Linked DNA regions of Triticum aestivum: region 2 is linked to region 1. Evidence: chromatin contacts called from public Hi-C data. All regions are on one chromosome and are shown on one strand. Each heading gives the region's core, a stretch centred on a gene start, on an enhancer-like site or on the middle of the called end of the contact. The rest is flanking DNA. Distances are from core to core; before and after follow the strand shown.

Evidence for each region. Hi-C and Micro-C count contacts between places; a contact is called where the count stands out from the background.
Region 2: a Hi-C map of leaf shows a contact between it and region 1, with 10 times the contacts expected there. The contact joins the promoter of LOC123120497 here to the promoter of LOC123120495 in region 1. A contact is called at or near these places in 4 of 5 Hi-C or Micro-C datasets (leaf and an unstated tissue) and 1 of 1 datasets of contacts at active chromatin or transcription factors (leaf).

What each region holds. Positions count from the first base shown.
Region 1 is chr5D:248,594,885-248,602,078 of IWGSC CS RefSeq v2.1, forward strand. It overlaps LOC123120495 (ubiquitin-activating enzyme E1 2-like), which reads left to right and starts at 2,762. Exons shown (of 7, transcript XM_044540504.1): 1 at 2,762-2,951; 2 at 3,028-3,397; 3 at 4,246-4,463; 4 at 5,920-6,714; 5 at 6,802-7,194. The coding sequence starts at 3,157.
Region 2 is chr5D:248,831,422-248,838,615 of IWGSC CS RefSeq v2.1, forward strand. It overlaps LOC123120497 (protein MALE DISCOVERER 2), which reads left to right and starts at 4,350. Exons shown (of 8, transcript XM_044540507.1): 1 at 4,350-4,769; 2 at 4,847-4,967; 3 at 5,073-5,160; 4 at 5,749-5,865; 5 at 6,470-6,774; 6 at 6,879-7,069; 7 at 7,194. The coding sequence starts at 4,874.

The sequences.
Region 1 (7,194 bases), core at 1,512-4,011:
AACGGTTGATTCTAGCGTTCCTATATAGCCAGTTTGGACTGCTTTAAGGTTCATGTGCGGGGTTCGCAAAAAAAAGGTTCATGTGCGTGACCCTATACAATATCAAACGTGTTTTTCTTGCACTCGATAGGAAACAACGCCCGCGTCGTCCTCCCCCTGGGGCAACTCGGGCGGCTAGAAACCTAGCCGCCGCCGTCGCAAACTCCCTCCTCCCCTCCCTCCGCTACCGCCGGAAGACGCTGCCGGGCTAAGCCCGGGGGCCGACGGCGGTGGCGGGGGATCTCCTCTCTCGCGCGTCCCTGGGCGGGGAGGACCCCAAGGCGTGTGGTGGCACGACCGATCTGGGATCTGCGGCGCGGCGGATGGCGGCAGGCGGCGGGAGGCCGGCCTGTCCTCGGACGGTGACGGCTTGGCGCGGCGGAGGCCAGGGGTGCAGGTGCTGCGGATGGCCCTTCGGGCGGCGGCGGCGACTGCGGTTGACGGCGGCCGGCTTGGCTGCGGCGGCGTGCATGCTGCCTTCAGATCGGCGACGGCGGCGTGGAGGGCCTGGTGATCTCATCGGCGGCACCTACGATCAGATCTGTTCTGACTAGTGCAGCCGACGGTGGTGGTCATCTCTTCCATCAGAGGTGGTTGGCTTGAGGCTGGGTGTTCGGATCTCGGGATCCGTCATCTGGCACCAGCTGCGAGTCGGGGAGACGTAGTTGCCAGTGAAAACCGAGCCGACGGCGGGCAATGGCGGCGTTCCACGTCGTTACCTTGATGAAGGCATCGTCATGTGACTACCGTCGACCCACTCGTATTGCTCCGAGGAAAACCCTAGGATCTGGTGTTCCAGACCGGACGATGGCGGCACTTCAGTGTCATTTCTCTCTTAGGAGCGTCGTTTTGTGGAGCAGCACTGGAAGTCAGAGGCAGGAGGTGGAGCGGCTTCGTCTTGCACGGAGCTTCGGTGGAGATGTCAAGTCATGCCTGACCGACAGGTGCTACGCTTGGTCATGCCTGGTCGGCAGGTGCTACGCACGACAGATCCTCCAAGGGCTTCAAGTTGTGTCGGTTGGTGGTACGTGGCAGCATGGCGCTGAGGTGTATCAGTGACGACCGCGACGTGTACAGCTGTTTGCGCGCAGGGACGAGGTGCCGTTGGGCGCCGTGGTGGCGTCGACGATAGCTGGACCGAGCAAGGTTGATGCATCAGTACAGTTCTGAAGATGGAGCGGTGACAGTTGGCGGCGGCGGCCTCTGAGAGCACGACGGACCAGTGTGTGCCCCAGACCCGGCAAGTGGCTAGGTTGGGGTCTCAGGTCTTAGATGTTAGGCTTGGCTGCGATGTCTGTTTGGTATTAGGCCCAGGCTATATGCGCCCCTTCATCAACTGGATAGGTGTAGCGACAGTTTGTTGCTTAGATGACGGCTTTAGTCTTACTGTTGTATGACTTTGTAAGGTCTTATGAGAATAATTAATAAAGTGGCCGTATGCATCGCCCAGATGCAGAGGCCGGGGGTCATCCTCCTTTTCAAAAAAAAAATGTTTTGAAATGATGCAACCTACCTCAGGGTGTGCAAAATCGAACTGGAAACCAAAAACCGAACAAAAAAAATCAAACCGAACCGAATTTTCGGTTTTTTCAGGTTACGGTTTCAGTTTTTGATTCTTGAAACCATTTAGCATTTGGTTTTTTCGGTTAGAAACCGAAAACCGTTCGGTTAAACCGAAATAACCGAAGTTCGCGTATGTGTGCAAGAATATGAGCTGAGCCCTTTACCACCCTTTCTTTTATAGCTATCCGCTCACCCCGCTGCAGCTCAATAGGCGAGGTGGTACTAAATCTCTACAGCTCGAACGAACCGGAACCAGGGCACATCACATGCGCTTATTTGGGCTCAAAGTATCCAGCCCATTCAGCCACTTTGTCTAGCGATCCACCACGCGCGGTGTCATCCTAGGCGGTCGATCGCTAAAAAAAGGGAGTTGATCGCTCAAAAAAAAGAAAGATTGGCCTGGGTTGAGAGCTCGTGGACGCGTGGATGCGCAAGATTTTTGTGTCATTCCATTTTCTACTTCCTCCCTCATTTAATAAATCATATCTACTGCCATTTAATCAATACCAAATCATGTGGACCTCCGACACCTACCTAATCTCTCATATTTGCTGCTATCTAATGCATATGGCTAAATCATGGCTGTCATCTAATTACCCAATCTACGTACACATTTCTTACAAGAAAATCTAACCTACATACATGTCATGAACGAAACAATGTGACAAAATAAATTTTTTTTATACAAATTTGCGTCAACTTTGGTTATTTTGGTTATTACCGAAACCGAACCGAAATTAAATGGTATTACCGAAACCGAACCGTATCTACGTATAAAACCATATAAACCGAAGTATAAAAACCATATAAACCAAAAACCGTATAAATCGAATCGAATCAAACCGAAAAAACCGAATGCACACCCTGAAACCTACCAAAGGCCTGGTTCCTTTGTCTTTCGTGTGTTCCAAACTGGCGTGCACCTCGAAATTCCAACACACCTCAACGCGTTTTGCGACATGGTAGTTGTCCAAACATAAATTAAAGTACAAGGCGTCTGATCAAAACAAAAAATAAAATTAAAGTACAAGGCGGGCCCTACCATGGGAATAATCGGGCCCACTTGTAAGTTGACCTTTCGGCCCACCTCGCAGCCTCCCCGTTCTTTCCAGAGAGGAGGGCAGGTGCTCCTCCTCCCGTCCCACGTTTCCCCGCCAGCAAGAAAAGCACACGCGCACTCCCGTCCGGCCGACACGTGGGACCCACCCGTCACCCCCCGTCAACAAAGCCGCCCCCAGCAACAACCGCCGAGATTTTGCAATCCGGTCCTCCACTTCGTCCGTCCCCATCCCAGAACCCTAGACCGTCCCTCGCCTGCTTCCTTCACCGACGCGACAGGCGAATCCAAGGTGAGTTCCGCCGGATCCGCCGTCTCCGCACCTGCTTCCCCGCGCTCCCCGCCTCACGACGTGCCGGCCGGTGCAGGTTTCGCGGCGGTCGCGGCCCTAGCACGCGCTGGATCTGACGCGGCAGCTCCCGGCGGCCGCGTACTACTGCCTGCTCTTCGCTGCGTCGGCGGCCGTCCTCGGGCTCCTCGGCGGCGTCGCGCGCTATATGCTTCCCCGGAAGCGGGAGATCGTCGCCGGCGAGGTCGAGGACTTGCAGAAGAAGACCCGCGCCGGGGAGGGGGAGGCCACCAGGGAGGAAGGAGACGCAGCCATGGCAGGGAGGGGGAACGAGATCGACGAGGACCTGCACAGTCGCCAGCTCGCCGTCTATGGCCGCGAGACCATGAAGCGCCTCTTCGGTTCCAACGTCCTCGTCTCTGGACTCCAGGGTCTCGGTGCTGAGATCGGTACGTGCAGCCCAGGCGCTCTCGTAATGGAGATGGTCTTTTACTCTTTTTTTGTTTAATATACAATCTCTTTCCTTGATTTGTTACCTTTTATATGTGTATGTAGGTTAGCTGCAAAAAAGGAAATTAGTAATTACTACCCCTTGCTGGATCTGATGTAGCTTAGCGACCTAGGAATTCCTATTATGTTTCTCGTACACAAATTTACTGCTCGTAATTGCTATCTTGAGCTCTTGGTTTAGCTCTGGCTCAGCTGATGTTGCTGCTAGTTTGACCAAACAACTGACGGGGATCGCCCTATTAGCTTAGCTAGATGGGCTCTTATTATTGTGTATTATGATTTGAGTTCAAACCACCAACCAAAACTTTTGTCTACCTACGTTTTGTAACTACTGTACTATCTAAACCATCAAACCAAAACTTTTATTTGTGTGGTGAAATGAGTGTCTTTTGTGTGACCCTATCAGTGCCCCTTACACACAATGATAGCGTACGCATTATGATGGGTGAACTTCTGCACTGCACCACATTGCACATAGTTATTCACTGACATTTTGCCAATAAGCCCACTGGTAGTTTTGGTCCGTGATACCAAGTCGAGACATGACACCTTAAAGGTTAAAGGCGTATTTTTTTTGCTGCTGGCCGGTTGGATTATTGGATTCATCTGAGATGTCTGTTACTCATTATCACACCATACGAGTATTTGGGTATAAAAACAAATCATAAGCTTAGTCAGGAGCTTGGCAGTCAGTAAAAACTGAACTTTTAAAACTTGGATGAGGTTTTGACAGTCTGTAATTAAGCTTTACGCTTACAATTGATTTAATACTTATGTATTCCTGCAGCAAAGAACCTTGTCCTTGCGGGTGTCAAGTCTGTAACCTTGCATGATGATGGTAATGTGGAGCTGTGGGACTTATCAAGCAACTTCTTCCTCTCGGAGAATGATGTTGGGCAAAACCGTGCTCAAGCTTGTGTACAGAAGCTACAAGAGCTGAACAATGCTGTCCTCGTCTCTGCCTTAACCGGTGATTTGACCAAGGAGCACCTTTCTAAATTCCAGGTGCAACAGCATGACACTGATCTGTGATCTTCTACCTTGCTATTTCAATTTTTTCTACATCTATGTGTCATTGTGTCTTCCATTTAAGGTTTTACATTATGCTTGTACTTTCTGTCCATGTGACTTTAACAAGCAGGCTATCCATCTTCCTATTTGATTTTGGTATAGAAATTTCATGCCAGTTTTCCAAAGAATTACCATTTCAAAAGAAGCGATGTACCACAATCCTAGCATTTACAGAACATCACTTCTAACAAACACTAATAAAGTAATGCAGTCAAGTACTTGAAATATTTGGCCATGATCTCATCATAGTCAAGGTGTATTGAAGTGTGTGTACTGTAAAATTGTATGAAGTATAAGATGAACCCTGCATATCGTGGATTGCTGTGAGATTCTAAAAGGCTTCATCTGCTTGACTGTTTGGACTAGGTTAGGTTTGTACAGTCTTTCTGTATATCTGTGCTCTGTTCATTGCCTGATTTTGCCTGCAATTTCGTTGTGTGATTTTGGTGCCTAAATCGAATTTTATTAAACTGTCGATTTTGCTCTGACAACGTGTATTCTGGTAAGTAAGTGTTGGCCTTGGTAATATTATTGCCAACTAGCTAATTGCCCGTGTGTTGCAACGGATGCAGACATATTTTAGGGTTCACATTAATTCTGTCTCCCGTATACCTTCCACTCACTATGTCCGCATCCCCGATCCACATATGTCAATGGCTCATTCGGTCACAGTCCCCCTTCCACTATCACCCGTACACTTTGGACAAATAAAATTGGAATTAAATCAGTGGGAGTACGTTTCCAATTTACGAAACAAAAAATAATTAGTTTTCATATTGCTGGCGGAAGGAGATGTGATGTCGGACAAATTAGTTTGGAAATAAATCAGTGGGTGGAGATGTGATGTTGCGCAAATAAAATTATAAATAAATCAGTGGGGTTAATGTGTTCTGAATTTGCCAAACGGAAAAATGATTAGTTCCCATATTATGGAAGGAAGGAGATGTGATGCCAGACAACTAAAATCGGAAATAAATATGTGGGAAAGGGTGGAACCGGAGGGGAGAGAGAAAACCTGGAGACAAGGAAGCGAACGACCTATTCCCCTTTAATAAGAGAGATGTGTATTCTGTTAACTGTGCTGTGCGAACTGGTGAAAAGATAAATTGACTACAAAACTGCAAAAACATCCTTGGCATATTTATAGTGACACATAATTTGTTTACTATAATTTTTTTTCACATATGCTCTGTCGTGCCAGTCCCACAAACGGATCTGTTTGTCAAATGCAACTGAAATTCCAAATCCATGTTCTTCAGTTTGCAGTATATGAGTTTTTAGGAGGATTAGATGACTCGTCTCACACATTTTATTTATATGATTCTTGATTTACACTTGTTAAATTTGGTCATTTATCATTTCTCAGAACAAATTTCATATGTACTTGCAGGCCGTTGTCTTCACTGATATCAGCTTAGATAAAGCAATTGAATTTGATGATTACTGCCACAGCCACCAGCCACCCATTGCTTTCATCAAGTCTGAAGTTCGTGGTCTTTTTGGCAGTGTGTTTTGTGACTTCGGTCCTGAATTTACTGTTTTGGATGTGGATGGTGAGGAACCACATACAGGAATTGTTGCATCAATCAGCAATGACAATCCAGCACTTGTATCTTGTGTGGACGATGAGCGTCTGGAGTTCCAGGATGGTGATCTAGTTGTTTTCTCTGAAGTCCATGGAATGACTGAGCTGAATGATGGAAAACCAAGAAAAGTTAAGAATGCAAGGCCTTACTCTTTCTTCTTGGAAGAAGACACTTCCTCATTTGGCGCATACGTTAGAGGTGGTATCGTCACACAGGTCAAGCCACCGAAGGTTATTAAATTCAAACCCTTGAAAGAGGCCATGTCAGAGCCGGGAGAATTTCTCATGAGTGATTTCTCCAAATTTGAGCGGCCACCTCTTCTGCATTTGGCATTCCAAGCTTTGGATAAGTTTAGGACTGAGTTGAGCAGATTCCCTGTTGCTGGGTCCACTGATGATGTGCAAAGGGTGATAGAGTATGCTATTAGCATTAATGGTACTCTGGGAGATAGGAAACTTGAAGAAATTGACAAAAAGCTCCTGCATCATTTTGCCAGTGGTTCCAGGGCTGTTCTGAATCCTATGGCTGCGATGTTTGGTGGTATTGTGGGTCAGGAGGTAGTGAAAGCTTGCTCAGGGAAATTTCATCCACTTTATCAGGTTAGGATCTACTGTCTCTTGTCTTCAGTATATAATAATTACATTTATTTGCAGTAATTTTTAACATTAGTTGTTTTGATTTTGTAGTTCTTCTATTTTGATTCTGTCGAGTCTCTCCCTGTTGACCCCTTGGAGCCTGGTGATTTGAAGCCGAAGAACAGTAGATATGATGCTCAAATCAGCGTATTTGGATCTAAGCTTCAAAACAAACTGGAGGCAGCAAAAATCTTTATGGTCGGTTCTGGGGCACTTGGATGTGAGTTCTTGAAGAACCTGGCACTAATGGGTATTTCTTGCAGCCAGAATGGAAATCTGACTGTGACAGATGATGATGTCATTGAAAAGAGTAATCTGAGCCGCCAATTTCTTTTCCGTGACTGGAACATTGGGCAACCTAAGTCCACAGTTGCTGCTACAGCTGCTATGGTAATTAATCCTAAACTTCATGTCGAGGCCCTCCAGAACAGAGCAAGTCCTGAG
Region 2 (7,194 bases), core at 3,100-5,599, 240 kb after region 1:
TATTTACCCTTCATAAGGACCCTTTTCATCGAATCCGATCCAACTAAAGTGGGAGAGACAGACACCCGCTAGCCACCTTATGCATCAAGTGCATGTCGGTCGGTGGAACTAGTCTCACGTAAGCGTACGTGTAAGGTCGATCCGGGCCGCTTCATCCCACAATGCCGCCGAATCAAGATAAGACTAGTAACGGTAAGCAAATTGAACAAATCATTGCCCACAACTACTTTGTGTTCTACTCGTGCATAGAATCTACGCATAGACCTAGCTCATGATGCCACTGTTGGGGAACGTAGTAATAATCCGAAAATTTTCCTACGTGTCACCAAGATCAATCTAGGAGATGCTAGCAACGAGAGAGAGGGAGTGCATCTTCATACCCTTGAAGATCGCTAAGCGGAAGCGTTACAAGAACGCGGTTGATGGAGTCGTACTCGCGTTGATTCAAATCGCGGAAGATCCGATCAAGTGCCGAACGGACGGCGCCTCCGCGTTCAACACACGTACAGCCCGGGGACGTCTCCTCCTTCTTGATCCAGCAAGGGGGAGAGGAGAAGTTGAGGGAGAACTCTGACAGCACGACGGCATGGTGGTGGTGGAGCTCGTGGTTCTCCGGCAGGGCTTCGCTAAGCACTACGGAGGAGGAGGTGTTGGAGAGGGGGAGGGCTGCGCCAGGGGAAGGGTGCGGCTGCCCTCCCACCCCCCACTATATATAGTGGCAAGGGAGAGGGGGCCGGCCCCCCTAGATGCATCTAGAGGGGGGCGGCCAAGGGGGAAGGCTTGCCCCCCAAGCTAGGTGGGGCACCCCCTCTAGGGTTTCCCCCAACCCTAGGCACATGGGCCCTAGGGGGGAGTTGGCGCCCAATCCACCTAGGGGCTGGTTCCCCTCCATATTCAGCTCATAGGGCCCTCCGGGGCAGGTGGACCCTCCCGGTGGACCCCCGGAACCCCTTCGGTGGTCCCGGTACAATACCGGTAACCCCCCGAACACTTCCGGCGACCGAATAAGGACTCCCCATATATAAATCTTCATCTCCGGACCATTCCGAAACTCCTCGTGACGTCCGGGATCTCATCCGGGACTCCGAACAACCTTCGGTAACCACATACTATTTCCCATAACAACTCTAGCGTCACCGAACCTTAAGTGTGTAGGCCCTACGGGTTCGGGAACCATGCAGACATGACCGAGACATCTCTCCGGCCAATAACCAACAGCGGGATCTGGATACCCATGTTGGCCCCTAGATGTTCCACGATGATCTCATCGGATGAACCACGATGTCGGGGATTCAATCAATCCCGTATACAATACCCTTTGTCCATCGGTATGTTACTTGCCCGAGATTCGATAGTCGGTATCCCCATACCTCGTTCAATCTCGTTACCAGCAAGTCTCTTTACTCATTCCGCAACGCATGATCCCGTGGCTAACTCATTAGTCACATCGAGCTCATTATGATGATGCATTGCCGAGTGGGCCCAAAGATACCTCTCCGTCAAACGGAGTGACAAATCCCAGTCTCGATTCGTGCCAACCCAACAGACACTTTCGGAGATACCTGTAGTGTACCTTTATAGCCACCCAGTTACGTTGTGACGTTTGGTACACCCAAAGCATTCCTACAGTATCTGGGAGTTGCACAATCTCATGGTCTAAGGAAACGATACTTGACATTAGAAAAGCTCTAGCAAAACGAACTACACGATCTTGTGCTATGCTTACGATTGGGTCTTGTCCATCACATCGTTCTCCTAATGATGTGATGTGATGTGATCCCGTTATCAACAACATCCAATGTCCATGGTCAGGAAACCATGACCATCTATTGATCAACGAGCTAGTCAACTAGAGGCTTACTAGGGACATATTACGATCTATGTATTCACACATGTATTACGGTTTCCGGTTAATACAACTGTAGCATGAACAATAGACAATCATCATGAACAAGGAAATATAATAATAACCAATTTATTATTGCCTCTAGGGCATATTTCCAACAGTCTCCCACTTGCACTAGAGTCAATAATCTAGTTACATTGTGATGAATCGAACACCCATAGAGTTCTGGTGTTGATCATGTTTCCTCGTGGAAGAGGTTTAGTCAACGGATCTGCGACATTCAGATCCGTATGCACTTTACAAATATCTATGTCTCCATCTGGAATATATTCACGAATGGAGTTGAAGCGACGCTTGATATGCCTGGTCTTCTTGTGAAACCTGGGCTCCTTGGCAAGGGCAATAGCTCCAGTGTTGTCATAGAAGAGAGTCATCGGGCCCGACGCATTGGGAATAACTCCTAGGTCGGTGATGAACTCCTTCATCCAGACTGCTTCCTGTGCTGCCTCCGAGGCTGCTATGTACTCCGCTTCACATGTAGATCCCGCCACGATGTTTTGCTTGCAACTGCACCAGCTGACTACCCCACCATTCAAAATGTACACGTATCCGGTTTGTGACTTGGAGTCATCCAGATCTATGTCGAAGCTAGCACTACGTAACCCTTTACGACGAGCTCTTCGTCATCTCCATAAACGAGAAACATATCCTTAGTCCTTTTCAGGTACTTCAGGATATTCTTGACCGTTGTCCAGTGTTCCATGCCGGGATTACTTTGCTACCTCCCTACCAAACTTACGACAAGGTTCACATCAGGTCTGGTACACAGCATGGCATACATAATAGACCCTATGGCTAAGGCATAGGGGATGACACTCATCTTTTCTCTATTTTCTGCCGAGGTCGGGCATTGAACCGTGCTCAATCTCACACCTTGCAATATCAGGCCCAATGTTCTTCTTGAGAATGAATGAGGGCCCATCGGCCCAATCCGAGGAACATGGGCCGACTGGATTAGTACCCCTTAATCCAGGACACCATCAAACACTGACCCTCAAACCACCCACATCCGCCCGGACCAGTCTGTCATGATGTGTTTTGGCATCCAGCGTGGTACCCCATCCATCCACGGACCAATCCAGACGTCTGTTTTCTTGCAAACCAGGAGCATTACATCAAACACGACGTTATTCATCAAAGTTCAGGCATAATTTACATAAAACAAACAATATTTCGTTCATTTAACTAAACCAATCCCATAACACTCAAAGTAATTATAGAAAATAGCATAATTCATTCATAAATAGCATGCAAATATCTCTAGTACAACAATAGTTCAAATTCAACGATATAACTAGATGTTCAACAAGTTGTTTGAATTTACCAATTCCAAATTCATCGATACTATTATCAGAGCCGGTACATGTCGTCCCACACAAGTTGACCCTTAAACTTCATCTAACAGTGTATGTGCGTGCATGGCCTGCCCACGATCCTCTAGTACTTCACGGCAAAGCGTGCAACCTATACAATGTGTAGAGAAGCATTGAGTGAATGAATGACCAACATGTAGAGCAAGAAGAAGCAAACTTATGATCTCCATGGTTGACACTCCCAATGGCAACATCGTCTCCACACTTTCAACTGCGCCGCAGAACTTAATGACGGAGTTGCAAATGGTGTACCATCGGTGCGATATTGACCTCACATTCTGTTCATGGATGATGTGTATGTCGTAGAGTACTTTTGTGCATGAAACAAATCATGCACGTGCCGCCAAAGAGATCGAGCTCCTTGAGTTCATGCCTACAAAGTCCGCAGCTACGACCAACCATGCATGACACAACTCATCCTCCTTCACCTAGTACCCCGCCATCGTGCTTACTCTAGAAAACAGCAAGAAATTCAACAAAAAGCTCAATGACATTTGAGCGAACACCTGCCGGGTGTGGTGTCCGTCATGGATGTCGTCGACAGGGAGGATCCTAGGTGGACGGCGGTGTAGTCCAAGTGGCGGCTGCGGACGTCCTACGGTACCTTGATGGCGGCCGGAGAGGTACAGCGGCGGCGTCGAAAGAGGAGGATGCGGATGCAAAGTAAGGGTGGAGTGAAAGAAAAGTGGACCAGAATGGGTATTTGAGTGAGTCGGGGATGTCAATGTACTATATGACGGCGACGATCCGTACTCCCGCAAAGTTCATCACTGTTCGCAGACTGGTCTCCACCGATCCAGAGACAATAGGCTGTCTGATTTGGGATCAACGTTGGAAATACCCGAGATGATGAGTACAACTATGTCATCTTCCCGTGGACAGTGATTTGATTCCGGTGAAAACCCCGCAAAATCACTGCGCAATTTCAGGTAAAACAAGAAGAGTTAATAAGGGAAAGAAAAGGGAGGGAAATTTCCACCTGCCATGTGTGCACGGTACCTGGCTGGCCTGAAACAGACAGGCAGGCAGGCAGACATCCACGCCTGCCTCCGATCCACCCAAAAGTACACTCCAGTTCCAATATTCCGCGTCCTGGACTGACTTGTGCTCCGAGCTCTTCTTTCTCCTCTGCCTTCTCGGCCTCTCCCAGCTCATCCCGTTCCCAGCACACTGCCCGCGCCCTGCCTCCTCTTCTCTCGATTCCCCCCTCTAACCTTCTTTGCATCCTAGCCTTTTCCTGCTACTCCTCTCCTTCTCCACATTCTTTGAGCGCATTCCCCCCTTTTGAAATTCCGGCTCTCGAGACACAGATCCGTGAGGGGTGGTGGATTCTTTACTTGCTCGTTCCAAAAATCCCACTCTGCGCCGCTGCTCCACTCACCTTGTACTAGTAGCGGAGACACTTTACCCGATTCGTTTCTTCAGGCGGCATGGAACGCCGTGTGCTTCTACCGTGCCCAAGATTTCAGCAGCTTTAGGTGCTGCTATATGTAATAGTTGGAATCTTTGCCCTCCTTTTTATCGCCTCCCGTTCTGCTCTTACTGTCTTTTACTACCAATCTTGCAGAGCTGCCTGGACTCCGTTGGGGGCGGAATGGAGGTCTGGAGCATCAGAGCGGCGCAGCTCTTGCTCTTCTTCTTCCTCTTGTCTGAGAGGCATGAGTCTTGTGCCGCCCTCGGTGAAGAAGGTGAGTTGGATTTCCCATGGGTTGTGAGTAGGAAGCGGTCATGGTGGTTTTGGTTCAAGTGGAACAGTGGTTGACCATGCATCTGTGTCTATCTTGGTGCTCCAGGGCGAGCCATGAGTTTCAGAGAAGAGCGCCCAAGTGGATGGTTATGGAATTTGGGACAAAAGAAGGTTTTCAGCGCAGCGGCGACGCGGTAAGTCAGCCTGATCTGTTCTTGTTCTTGTCCTTGTAGGATCAAATTCATGGTGAAATGATTGCTACCTTTTTTTTCTTTTGTGAAGATGTCAAATCATTTGCAAGTAGTTATCTTGTATGTATCATTAGTCATGATTAAGTCACTCATGGAACAAGTCCTATTTTGATTTCAAGGGGTACATGATATTGCACGCCGTTGTCTTTGTTTATTTGTGGCATCATGGATTTACAAGTCAAAGGGGGACTAGAAGAAGCCATGACTATTAAGTAGAGAATATGCAGGACAGCTAGATGTCTTTCTAGAGGAAGCTAGTATGATTTTGTCTCTGGAATATTTAGGATACGTGTGTGGAACAAGGTTTTGACTTTTAAGCATTTCTTGATGCGTCCCTTTTTTTTACAATATCCAAAAATATTACCTTCATGGATCCAGTCCTTCAGGTCTAGGGAGAACAGTATTTCTGTGAGTAAATTGCATCTGGAGCATTACAGAATTAAATTTCTGCAGTGCTTGATACATGATCTTTATTTTTTTTTACATTATGGGCTTGACACATAATCTAAAGCCATGTGATGATCTTTGCAGCTTAGTCAAGGGAAACAAACTGTCAATTGAAATTCCTAACGAGTTGCAAGAGCGTATCATGATTTCAGAGGTTCTAACTGATGGAAGGCAACAACTGTGCAGAAAATGTTTAACAAAGTCAGTCTTCTTCTTTATATACCAGCTTCCCTTTCGTAAGAATTTTTGAGTAAGATGGGCATAACTTCTAAAGTAAAACTGACATGACACAAGCAGTTGAAAACCAAAATACTCTGTTTCAGTTTAACCGGCAATCTTGACTTTGACTAGTTAAACCTTACAATCTTTTCCCCACAAAATAAATAAAATAAATAGAACTCACACTCTTTGAATCTTTCGGTAAACTTTTACTGTTAGATTTACCATTACATGATGTTTTGATCATGTTCACTTCCATAACGTTTAAGAAATGTATTACTACAAAACAAACAAGAAAGATTTAGCATTGGAGATCATGTGATTAGTAAGTAAAAACAAATGTAGTACCTTCTGTCGAAAAACTAAAATACATGCTCATTTTCACTAAAAATAGGTTAAAGGCAAATGGCAAACATAAGTATACATGGCAGCTGATGTACAAGGGATGTGTAACCTGTCTCTTACATTAGTAAAACTTAAGCATTAATATGTTAAAGCTTGAAGCGTGGAGAATACTGATATGCTAACTGTGGACTATACAAGTTTGCCAATCATACTCTTCAATTTATATTGATGTTTTATGCAGAACCATACGGAGTACCACCCTGAGGCAACTCCTACAGGCAAGGGGGCTGCAAGAATCAGCACCTTCCTCTAAGGCTACTGATCAGCATCCCATGTCTTCGCCGCCATCGCATTCGCAAGCTGAAACCAACGACTCTTCTTCTGTGCTTCACTGGGTTATCTACGCATTGTGCGTCAGTGGAGCGCTTGGCCTTGTGATTATAGCCTCTGTTGTGTATCTACTTGTCTCCCGTAGAAAGAAGGATAACACCGTCAATCCATGGGCTACCGGGCTGAGTGGACAGCTAAGGAAAGCCTTCGTGACAGGTCAGTCTCCTATTACCTGAAGCTAAAATGCCATGTTACATCATCTGAAATGTGTGCCACAGATTGTACTTGGAGATGTTGAGTGTGCTTTACCTTGTGGGCAGGTGTTCCTTCTTTAGGAAGGGCCGAACTTGAGGCGGCGTGTGAGAATTTCAGCAATGTGATCGGTACTGTATCTGACAGTGCATTGTACAAGGGAACCCTGTCGAGTGGGGTTGAAATAGCTGTTGCCTCCAGTCCAGTTAAGTCTGCCAAAGAATGGTCGGATCGGTCTGAGGAGCAATTTAGGAACAAGGTAACTGATTGGCGAAACTGCAACGGTGCTCAATTTCTTTCAACTTCTGTGGTACTGCATAAGTAGAAGGCGAAACCGCAACAATGTTCTGCTGTCTGTGTCTGATCAACTCTTCCTCTTCCAGA